Linked DNA regions of Callithrix jacchus: region 2 is linked to region 1. A link is a contact called in public Hi-C data. All regions are on one chromosome and are shown on one strand. The core of a region is the stretch at or near the end of the contact, and the rest is flanking DNA. Distances in the headings are between cores, read along the strand shown.

Region 1 (5,876 bases), core at 1,371-3,870:
AAATTAGGGTCCTTTTAAACCATGCATATCATTTAAAAACATATATGGACATTGATCCTGCAAGCTTCTAGTTTGCAAGTGCTTCAAAATCTAGTGACAAGGCAACAAAAGAATTTAACTTCCAGAAAGACTAATGGAACAAACAATCCACTTCTGGATATGAGCAAAGACCAGCAGCTGGCTCCCTTTTTTTTTGAGGTGGAGTCTAGCTCTGTTGCCAAAGCTGGAGTACAGTGGCACGATCTCAGCTCACTGCAACCTCCGCCTCCCAGGTTCAAGTCATTCTCCTGCCTCAGCCTCCTGAGTAGCTGGGATTATAGGCACTTACTACCACCCCCAGCTAATTTTTGAATTTTTTTTAGTAGAGACGAGGTTTCACCATGTTGGCCAGGCTGGTCTGGAACTCCTGACCTCATGATCTGCCTGCCTCGACCTCCCAAAGTGCTGGGATTACAAGTGTGAGCCACCGCGCCCAGCCCTGGTTCCCTCTTTCCAGTCCCTGTGCTAAGTCACATCACTGCTGCCTTCCTCCCAAAGGTGCACCTGGCCATATGTGAGATCTCATCATAAGGTCCCCAGCACATCCTGTGGTTGGCTCTCATCCAAAATTGTTCCTGGTTTCTACAGAGGAGGAGATGTTTCTAAAGAAAAAGAGCCCTGTTAAAATAGGCAGATCATAGCTGGCGCAGTGGCTTACACCTGTACTTTGGGAGGCTGAGGCAGGCAGATTACCTGAGGTCGGGAGTTCGAGACCAGCCTGACCAACATGGAGAAACTCCGTCTCTACTAAAAATACAAAATTAGCTGGGCATGATGGTGCACGCCTGTAGTCCCAGCTACTTGGGAGGCTGAGGCAGGAGAATTGCTTGAACCTGGGAGGCGGAAGTTGTGGTGAGCAGAGATCGCGCCACTGCACACTCCAGCCTGGGCAACAAGAGCGAAACTCCATCTCAAAAAAAAAAAAAAAAACAGGCAGATCATGATAGTTTTGGGAGGCACATTCACTGTATTATGCTCCACCCTTTACTTGATGTTTTGTATCAAATGCAGTCCACAGCAGGCAGGCGCCTGCCCACCATCACCATGAACTGTGCTCACGGAGCCCGCAGGCTGGAGACCAATGGCCCTCTGTGCACAGTCTTCCTGGGTATTGATCAGGTCCCATTCATGCTGCTCCCCCGACTGAGCAAGGCTGCTCCCTCCCCGGAAAGCCAGAAAGGAGCGCATCTCTGGGAAGGGGCAGGCAGTGGAGAGGCCGCTTCCAACTAGAACTCTGTTCTGTTTCCATTCCTGCGATCTCAAGGTCTCCCTCTTGTTTTAAACATACTGCTCTGCCTCCACTGAAGCCAGTAAAGACCTCGGGGTGTGTTTGTTTTCTATAGAACTGGCCTCACAGGCATGGACACCATTTTAACCAACTTTCTTAGAATGATTCCTGCAAAACCAGAATCATTTCAAAGTGGAACTCTGTTACTGTTTATAACAAACATTCCTAAATGTCATTCTGATTCATACCTTTGTAAACTGTCCTTTGCTGTGGGCACATATTAAAATAATATAATTGCAATGTGCTCTTATCAGGATATAATTATTTTCTCTTGGCATTCATGGGTCACCAAAGGGACAAGAGTGGCATGGCTCAAAAGGTACTGTACTAAGGTCCAGGAGACCTGGATGCAGAGTCCACGCTGCTGGTCACCGCAGGGTGACCCTGGACATGTCACTTTCTGTCTCTACTTCCCATCTGCAAAACGAGGGGACAGTCTCTGCCCTGTTCTCTAACCCAATTAAAGCCTTAATATGATGGCAGGCAGGACAGATGAAACTGAGGAGCCACAGGAATTTGACATCTTGTGTGGATACTGGTCCTTTCCCTCCAAGGCCTGACCACACTGTCCCAACCTGTCTCTCTGGTGGTTTTACATTCCCCAGGCAGCACTAGGGAGGCTTCCTTGCCACTCCCAAGACCCGTATCCAGTTGGGTCTTGACTGGAATGAAAAGTAATTTTTAAAGATCCTCTTGATTAAAGAGTTCCAAGTTTTGTTGACTTCATTTAGACACCAGGTTTCATGGGGGCAGAAGGAAAGCTTATCACGGTACAGCAGCCAGTCTTGGAAATGCCAAAATCAGGAGACCTCATCTGCAAACTGAAAGTGCAGACCTGGCCCTGCACCTTCCAAGAGCACAGGCGGCTGCGATGCTCACCAGTGAGCAGCTTAGGTTCTGCCTGCATCTGGTGTAAGGTTAGGACAACAGTACTGAGACTGGGCTGGATGCCAGAATAAACGAGGGCACGTCACAGCAGCCCACGGGAACACCGTCCAGGTTGCTCCAGGGCCATTAATTTAAAAGAAAGTAAATGAAGAGACACTAAGATCTTTAGAGGAAAGCAGAAGGAATGGAAACTTCAGTGCTCTGTAAAAGCTGTTGTGCTTTCACAGCCAAGCCCAACTTCCCTTTAAAGGGGTCCCTACTATTCTTAGCTCCGGGGCTGCAACAGCTATAGAGCCAGACACACAGCAGGAGGAATCAAGTTCCTCACCTGCTGCCCACAGGGGGCTCCCCACAGGGGGCTCCCCACACACTTCAGTGGTTGGTGAGCTGGGATCATAGGTCTTGACTGCACAGCAGCCCACTGTGGAAATGGCTCTTCCAACCTTTTCTACACCTCCACTTCTGGAGTTTTCTAAAGTCACTGCTAGCAGAATGCCCAAGTGGCTTTAGTAACTATGCTATGTATATGCCACCTAAGCATGGTCTTGTCAGTCAAGAGGGCTCTTCCTAGATTCTTAAGTCACCTGATACACAGACAGAGGTCATCTGAAGACCCAAGTGGGGGGATTTCGGAACCCAGTGTCCACTGCTCCCAGGCAGCCACACACCCAGCCTGCTGCTGGGTGGACCAGGCTGGCTTGAGAATTCCTATCCCGCTGCTGGCCCAGGAGGCCGACTTATAGCCAGCTCTGCTCTCTGGTCTCCTGGTGCAGCCAGCAGGAAGCTGCTACCGACTGTCCTGAGAGCCATCTGGAGCTCTGGGGAAAGGGCAGGGCCAGCAGCAGCCTAGGCCGAATCACAAAGAGGTCTGGCCACACTTTCTACTTCCTGTCTGCCAAGAGCCCTGTGTACTCAACCAAAGCCCCCATTCACCCTGTGGGGGCTTCTCTAAAGTGCCTTGGTGCCCCAGGTCCCTGGCCTTCCCTTGTCTGCATCCCACACAAGACTCTCCAGCTCAGAGAGGCATCTCACTGAGGGGAAGGGAAGGAGAGCAGGAGGACTCATGCATTCACCTGGGGGCCCAGGGCACCTGCGAGGGGACCCTATCTCCCTCCCTCCTTGGGTTGTTTGCTCATTAATACAAATTCAGCAGGGAGAAACTCTGCGTCCACGGGAGGTTTCTAGAGGGAGTAGTTCTCTTAGGCGGTTCTCAAAGGGATAAGGGGGCACCAAAGCCTCCCCCCTGCCCAAGGCATTTAGGGATCTGTGGGGCCAGGGATTCAAAACATCTTGCCACACGTGGGCGACCTCCCAGGGTAGGATGCCAACAGCACCCACGGGCCCACTGGCCCCACTGAGCAGCTCTGTCAGACAGGGGAGGTTTATGGCTGCAGTCCCTTCCCTAGAAGAAGCTGAGAAAGGCAGGGGGAAAAGGTGGGTGGAAACCTCTGTTGCAAGGGCTGAGGCTCTCCCTGCGTGATTGTCTGCAATTTCTTTTCAATTGTCCAGACCCATAAGAGAATCTCACCCTAGATCCCAAGCCCTGGGCAGCCCTTATACCTGGAATTTCCAGGCCACAGCCCCCATTCCTGGGGGAAAAGGCAATTCGAGGGTCGGAGAGCCCCAGAGCAGAGCATCACGGATGGGCTCCAGGGGACCTCAGACCAGCTCCTGCTGGTTCTCCTTCTCCCTCCCTGCCCCAGGGCCACCCGAGCCCCAGCTTGGTTTTGACCACACAGTGACATTCATGTCTGATAACTACCCAGCACAGCAAAGATGGTGCATCATTCAACAGGGTCCCAGCTATGCTGTGGGGTTTGATTAAAACACTAAATTCTGTGTACATGTTTAATTGAACAGATATTTATTAAGCACCTACTTTGTGCCAGGCATTGTGCAAGGCACCCTCACTGTGTGCTGTTCGCACAGCACAATCATCTGCTCAGAAATTAAAACCAAGAAAAGGAACACTGTCGCAACCATACAAACTGGGGGTAGGGGCCAGTATCGCAGAGGCAGGCGGTTCCCGGGCCAAAAAATGCACTCACCGGGAGCTTGTTTTCCATCTCTCAATAAGCCTCCACTAAACAGTAGTTTCAAAGCCTCTCGATGTTGATGGAGAGGAATGTTGTTCTCTCTGTGCCCCCCGGGGCTGGTGCCTGGTGGACATTCAAATACTCTGAATGCTATTCAATAAAAGGAGCCTGATGGCCTGGTGTCAAGAATATCAGTATTTGGATTAGAAAATGTGTTTTTTCAGTTCATATGGTTGCAACAGCCCTTATGAAAGATATAAACATCCCTGCCCTAACTGCATAAATGTTTAAGGTAGACCTAGTTCTGGATTCCTGAGTCAGAATCTTCCAGTTGTCCACAACCTCACAAGGCCAGAGAAGTGAGAGGAGATTTCTATCCTGGAAAGGAGTGAGTGGACGGCACAACTGGTTTGGAAACACGACAAACTGTGCCTGCATTTACAGAAGCAACGCACATAGGAGAACATTCTAGAGCTATCTGGTCTCGCACACACACTTGGGACTCACAGGCGGGGCCCGGGCCTCGGCCAGCCCTAGTTATCGGTGCCTAGCTTGGAGAGGCCTCGGCGGAAGTCGTGCAAGTCGTCAATCTTCCCATCCAGCACCTCCAGGAAGCTCTTCAACTCCACCTTCAGGTGGCGCTGTCGATATTTGCTCTCCTCAATGTCTGTCTTTAAGGAACGCACTTTGTCTTCCAGGTTTTGATTGTCTCTCTCTGCTGCCTGGCAAAGCAAAAGGGAGAAAGGTCTGGAAAACTGAGTGACAAGAGTCATTCTTCTAACCCTGCCACAGCTGAAACAAACATTCTCCATCCCACCTGAGGGCCTGGGCCAGGGCCTAAGCTCCCTAGAGCATGCTAAGCCCCCAGCACACATGTGACCATGACCTCAGAAGGGAAGCGGCAGGCACTTCAGTGACCTCCTCCTTTCCTGTCTGCTCTCCTGCAGAGGGGCCAACACCTGGCCCAAAGACCCAAGACCCAACAAAGCAGGCAGAATGCAGCAGGGAAAGTCTGAAATCCCCGTCCAAGTGGCTAGCAGAGACCACATTTCAGTTCCATCCTGAGACAGAACAGATGGGAGAGTGGCTTGTTACCCTGGTCCCACAGAGGCGTGGCCTCCTCAGCCAGGAAGGACTGGCCGTGCCAGTGACTCAAAGACAGCCAGTCTGTGCACCCTCTGATGCTGTTACCATGGAGACTGTGGTGCTGGGCCCCACAAGCCTATAGAGCCACATCTAGGTAAATCACACGCAGGTTCTCAAAGACAGGACAGCTGTGAATCTTAACAGTAAGTCTTGCATTCTTCATATCAAATAAGAGCTTTATGTTGAGGGCATACATGGAGACTTTTCTGAACATGTGTACAGGAACCAGTTACCAATCCCAGGGTTGTTAATTACACGAAGCACATGTGTATTTCAGAGGGCCTGCAGGGAAGAGACTCTCTGAGGTGGAGGAGGATCTGAAAATCCTCATTTTAGGAATCAGAAATCTGAGACTAGAGAGGAAGGCCTGCCCAAGGTCAGTGCGCAAGGTCACTGGCAGGGGAGTGACTGAGGTGGCCCCACACCCTGACCCTGGGCTCTCAGGCCACCCCCTCCCCGCTCCTCACCCCCACCCGGGT
Region 2 (5,876 bases), core at 2,338-4,837, 110 kb after region 1:
ACTGGAAGGCTTATCAAGAGCTCCACATATGGACGAGAGTCAGAAGCCCCAAGAAAGATCTGAGTTAGAAATTAAAACGTGGGCATTGTAGGCATATAGGTGGATTTGAAGCCATGGGAGGGTGGGAAAGAGCTGGGGGTGGGACAGTATTACCTAGGAAGACAGTGTGGACAGAGAAAGGAACCAGGACCAGTTCCTGGACAACACCATGATTAGGAGTAAGAAGAAAAGCAGGAAACAGTGAAACCAGAGGAGCTGAGAGGGGTGTTGGTCATTTGTGAGGAATGCTGCTGAGAGAGAGGTAAAGTGAGATGAAGCAGAGATTTGGCAATGCCCTGGCCACCCATGACCCTGGCAGTTTTCATGCAGAGGTGAGGCAGAAGCCAGACTGTAGAGTATGAAGAGTGAACAAATGGCAGGAGAAAGTGAATGGAACCAGTGGGTTTGGATGTATATTTTGAGGTGTTTTCAAGTGAAGAAGAACAAAGAAGTAAAACAGAACCAGGAGAGGGATGTAGGAGGGAGGGAGAGCTCCTTTTTAAGACAGGAGAAACTAAAGCTATGCTATCCAATATGGCGGCCACTGGCTACATGTGACTTAATCTTAATTAAGTTAAAAATTCAGGTCCTCAGTCTCAACAGCTACATTTCAAGTGTCCAATAACCACATGTGCTGGTGGCTGCCATGCAGATACAGGACATTTCCAGCACTGCAGAAGGCTCCGTTGGACAGATGTATGCGCCTATACGGATGGAGAAGACCCTGGAGAGAACGGTGGTTATGAAGGAGAGACAATTGCTGAAAAGATAGGAAGAGGAAGGGATGGAGTGGAGGCTACCGCAGAAGGAGGGGCTCTTGTAGGAAGAGATGAGGGACTGGCCATCCAGCACAGCAGGCAGGTAGGAAAAGGTAGCATCAGCTGCATATTAGACTAGGCAGTGGTGAAATGAAAATGTTCCCTTGGTCAGAGGTCCCTATTTTGTCAATCGAAAGGGAAGCCAGGTGTGCATAGGAAGGGGAGAGGTCTGGAAAGGGGAACAGGTATGAAATAGTTGCCTTAGGAAGTAAGAACACAAACTCACTGGAGACCACACTTAACGCAGAACACTTTACAGAAGAGAAGTAGGAAATGGCAGTGAAGGAGGAGCGTCTCAAGTGGGGAGGAGGAAAACTCAGATGGTTTTTTTTTTGTTCTTAAATCCTAGTCCTGTCTACAAAGCAGAGCCATGACAAAGCTGTAGGATCGCAGCAAGGTTTTCTACTAGCTGCCCTTTCAAGAAGTTCTTCCCCCTCCATCCTACACAACTCTCAGAAAGGATGACATTGGTTCTATTTTCAGTTAAACGGCTCCCTCCAGCCTCCTCTGTCTGAACTGCTTCCCCAGTGCTTAGCTGCATGTCCATTTACGACCATGGTTTGTATTTTCACATAAATTATAGAAGACATGGAACTATTAAAAATGGCAGATGTAGGTAGCAGTTACAAACCAGCCTTTACCTACGAGAAGTGAGTAATATATACATTTATTGGATGATGTTAAAATTACATAAAAGACATGTTCAGTGTTTAAACAAAATCCCCAAATATCTCCTCCCTGCTTCTCCACAAACAAAAATTATTTTTTGACATTTCCTTTAAGGTTTTATGAGTAAACATTTTCATTTCCACAGAACTATTTGATCTCAACCACAGAATTTCAATATTTGTTTTTGATCACACAAGTATGGTGGGTTGGTTTTATGTTGGCTGTGGGGAGGGAGGGCCAGAGAGAGAGTTAAAATTACCAGATCCCTTTTATCTTCCATCCTGAGACCTTACATTTGCCAACTCCTTTTTCCCTATACATTTTTTTAAAGTATGAAATCTGAGAACCTCAAAGACTCCTACTGCTCAAAGATCAGCCTTTTCACAGTCCACTGAGGACTCACTGGAAATGTTACAGAAAAACAGCCTGCCAGCTTGGGTGCTGCGGGGTAGAATCACCCACAGTTGCTGTCCATGTAAAATCTCCTTGATGTAAGCAAACTTCTTCAGCCCTCCCTGCCCGCCTTACCCCCTTCTCTGTCCTCACCTCTGTCATATCCAGTTCATGCTGGCCCACAGCCCTCACACTTCCTTTCCTCAAAATTCCTCTTGGCCTGTCTCTGAGCCCCTCACACACTCTGCAGCTCCCATGGCTAAGGCTCACTGGGCAAAATGACTCCAGAAACTTACCTGGAGTGCAAGAAAGCCACTGACCAAGGAGGGCTAAGCCAGTCCACCAGGACAATCCTGCTCCTTCCACTGCACCCTTGCCTTCCCAGGCCCCACCCATCCCAAACAGGAAAGCAAGAGCTCTAGACCCTCTGAGAAGCATTGAGTCCTGGGAGGGGCTGTTGGAAGAATGCTGGGTTCAGCAGCAAGGAACAGAGAGATTTGGGAACTCTGGTTCACTTGCCTACCTCCATGCCCACATGCCAGGCAGTGGCAGGCTAAGTGTCCCCCTGATATACAAATGCTCATCGGCTGCACAGCCTGAGGGAAGTCACCGAACTACTTTGGGCTTCAGTTTCCTCATCTGTAAAGTGGGCATAATAAGTGTCCCCTGAATACGTATGACAAACCATCAACGTGTGCCCAAATAGGGTGAGCACATGTAAGGAGTTACTGTGCTATCAGCACAGTGGCTCCCATATCAGAGCCTACTGCTCAGAGAGACGCGGAGGGGAAAGCAATCCTGCTTTTAAATTACTTTATATACTCAGAAGCATTAGTGACTTCGACAGTGTATTTCACCTTCCCTCCTGAGCATCTACTCAGTTGTTTCAAAGACTGAAGCCTCACCTAGGTTCCCTATAGACTTCCATCATCTTCGGCCATCTCAAAGCAGATCCAAAGTCCACTATTCCTACGCTGGAGGTTTATTATTATTTGAGGTGTTTGTTCCCTTTCCAGGAAAACTTCGATTTCCATTTTGCTTGTAATAAATCCAAACGTGGAGAACGACAAACTGCTTCTGAGACTCACAAACACAGGCCCTGGAGTTGACTGCGCCCCGGGGCGAAGAGAACGCGGAATGGCCGAGGCTGGAGGCCGGCCAGGGCACCGGTCCCCGCCAGGTGCCCCCGCGCCCGGGCTGGCTGGGAGGCGAAGGGCCACGGGCTACTCGCCCAGGCCAGGGTGCCCCTGCCGGGTGTCTGCGCGCCCCTGCGGAGGGCGCGGATCGGGTGGCCCCAGACTCCCGGGGGCTGGCAGCGCGCTCACTCCAGCTTGGGGAGACCGGGGCCAGTCCGTCCCGGGGCTCCAAGCCCGGGGACGCGTGCCGCGGCCCCGCAGTCTCTCCGGAGGGGCGCGCGGAGCGCGCGCGGCGCGGGCTCACTTACCCCATCTCCGGCGCTGCTCCGGCGGCCGCTCCGACGGGGCCTCTGGCGCTTGCTCTCTGCCCGCTCGGCAGCCGCTCCCCGCGCGGCACATGCGGCGGCCCGTGCGCGCCCGGCTCAGCCCCGGCGCCGCTCCATTCCGCGGGGCTGCGCGGCTGCCACTGCTGCCGCTGTTGCTGCCGCCGCCGCCGCCGTTGCTGCCGCCGCCGCCGCCAGGCGCGGGCGGGCGGGGGCTGGGCTGCCGCTGGCTGGGCGTCCGCGCTGGGGCGGCGCCCGCCCCGCCCTCTCCCCCCGCCCGCTCTCTCCGCCCCGCTCCTTACGTAACCTCGTGGCCCCCGGGCCGCGGCGGCGAGCCAGGAGACTGGGGGCGCGGCAGTGCGAGCGCCGTCCCCCGCACCGCCGCGTTGTCGCCGCTTTTCTCCCGGGCCACCCGGACATCCGTGGTGGCCCCGCGTCGGCGCGCCCCCGCCCCACGCCGACCCGTGGGCCTCGCGTAGTGCCACCTGCCTGCTGGGCTCAAAGTGCCATTGGCACCTGGTGGGGACTCTGGAGCTACCTTTACTTTGCAAATGGGGGAACAGAGACCTGGGGAGGGTAAGTGATTTGCCCAAGGTCACACATTCAGATTAGAGTTCGTTCAGGTCTCCAGAATCTGAGATGCGCATAGCTGTGCTCCTCCTTAAAGCCCACTTTCATCTTCCTGCCCGTTGCCCACCCGGGTGGCCTTAAGGTGCCCGCCACCATGAAATTCTAGAAGCCAGAGTGGCAGGAAGGATCCTACAGCCTGCAGCAGGTGCTCTGGGCTCTTTACTGGATAAAAATGGGATGAAGGCTCCCACCTGAAGGGCTACCAGTTTTAAGGAGGCTTCATCAAGCTTGTTTTTATCCTTAAATCAAGGGGAATTCGGATGACAAAAGTAGAACTTGAAGAAGACCAGCCTCTCTTAGTCCCCTTTCTACCTATCAGGTCCTGAGTCTCTACCAAAGGCTAGCACTGGGACTAACCTAACCTTCATCCCCACCCCCGGGCCTTCCACGGGATCATCTTCTGTTGAGAACACACTGCCACATAAGCCTGGCATCTCAGGACAGTAAAAAAAGTCAAGAGACAGGCTGGGCACAGTGGCTCACTCCTGTAATCCCAGCACTTTGGAAGGCGGAGATGGGTGGATCATTTGAGGTCAGGAGTTTGACCAGGCTAGCCAACATGGTGAAACCCCATCTCTACTAAAAATACAAAAATTAGCTGGGCATGGTGGCATGTACCTGTATTCCCGGCTACTCAGGAGGCTGAGGCAGGAGAATCTCTTGAACCCAGGAGGCAAAGGTTGCAGCATGCTGAGATCGTGCCACTGCACTCCAGCCTGCCAACAGAGTCAGACTCTGTCTCAACAACAACAAAGAGTCAAGGGACAAGCAGATGGAGCACAGCCACCACCCTAACCCTGCCCTCACCTCTCTTGGGACCACAGCTGTCACCTAACCTCCAACTCTCCTCACAGGGGCACCAGCCCCCTTCTCATCTGTGCTTCGCAGTGTAGTCAGTAATTTCTCAAGTACAAATCTAATTACGTCGCTCTGTAAAATCCTTAAATGGCTTTCTTCCCACCATTCTTGGGATGAAGCCCAAGATAATGAACACGGTCCTACAAGACCCTGATCCTCTGGCCTCCACTGCCCTTTCTAGCCTTCCCTCGTCCCACTCTCTGCCTTGCCTTCTACACTCCAGCCAGCCGGCCATCCTTCCTGCTCTAGGGCCTTTGCACATGCTATTTTGTCTGAGAAGATTTTTCTCCTCTCCTGTCTCAGTCACCCCAACTATCTTGCCTTGTTAATTCCTACTCATTCTTCAGATCTCAGTTAAAACTGTCACTTCCTTTGGAAGCTTTACCTAATACTCTAGATGAGACTGTGAGCACACTCATACTTTTTCTTCATTGTACTTCTTTGTACTATATAGTTTGAAATTACTCAGATGCATCTGCAAACTCTTATGAAGCTATATCTTTTTGATCATCATTGTAGCTGCAGTGCCTACAAGTGTGCCTGAAGGTCCTCCATAAGTATGTGCTGAATGAATGAATAAGCAACAGGCCATAGGCCACAAAATTGGCCAGGGTCTGTGAGCACACGTGAGTCTGTGTACAGCTCAGGCTGACAAGCTCTTGATCCTAGAGGAAGTTCATCTACCACAAGCTGAATTCCAAAAACCAGGGCTGAGCCAGGGTACTTGAGGGGAAGGTGTTCCTGGCAGGGTCAAGGAGAGAAGTCAGCAGAAAGAGAATGAATAGCAGGAACCAGTCCAGCTAGAGTAGGGGTACCAGAAGATAGAACCCCGATGTGGAGGGGGCCAAGCCCTGAATGTGAGCTTCCTTTTGCTCCACTGATAGAAAGGGCACACCCCCATTACCTTGGCAAGATGCAAGGAGGTTAACCAGCTGGGGTGGTGAATCACTCTGGCCACTTCACATAGTCAGTGGCAATGCTGGAGGTATGACCCACATGAGATTAAATAC

Evidence for each region. A called contact is a pair of places that touch in the nucleus more often than the background predicts.
Region 2: a Hi-C map of skeletal muscle shows a contact between it and region 1, with 2.1 times the contacts expected there. The contact joins the promoter of HOMER2 here to the enhancer-like site in region 1. A contact is called at or near these places in 2 of 3 Hi-C or Micro-C datasets (both in skeletal muscle).

Annotation. Positions count from the first base shown.
Region 1 is chr6:24,116,656-24,122,531 of calJac240_pri, forward strand. HOMER2 (homer scaffold protein 2) reads right to left here. Exons shown (of 9, transcript XM_008998485.6): 9 at 4,063-4,973. The coding sequence ends at 4,785. Among named protein-coding and RNA genes, the nearest start is that of FSD2, 38 kb to the left of the region's middle. Within about 2 kb of position 2,621, at least 6 of the 16 cell types and tissues checked have an H3K27ac peak or open chromatin away from gene starts, as enhancers often do. A contact at or near this core is called in skeletal muscle, where this site is marked.
Region 2 is chr6:24,220,843-24,226,718 of calJac240_pri, forward strand. It overlaps HOMER2 (homer scaffold protein 2), which reads right to left and starts at 3,588. Exons shown (of 9, transcript XM_008998485.6): 1 at 3,364-3,588. The coding sequence starts at 3,368.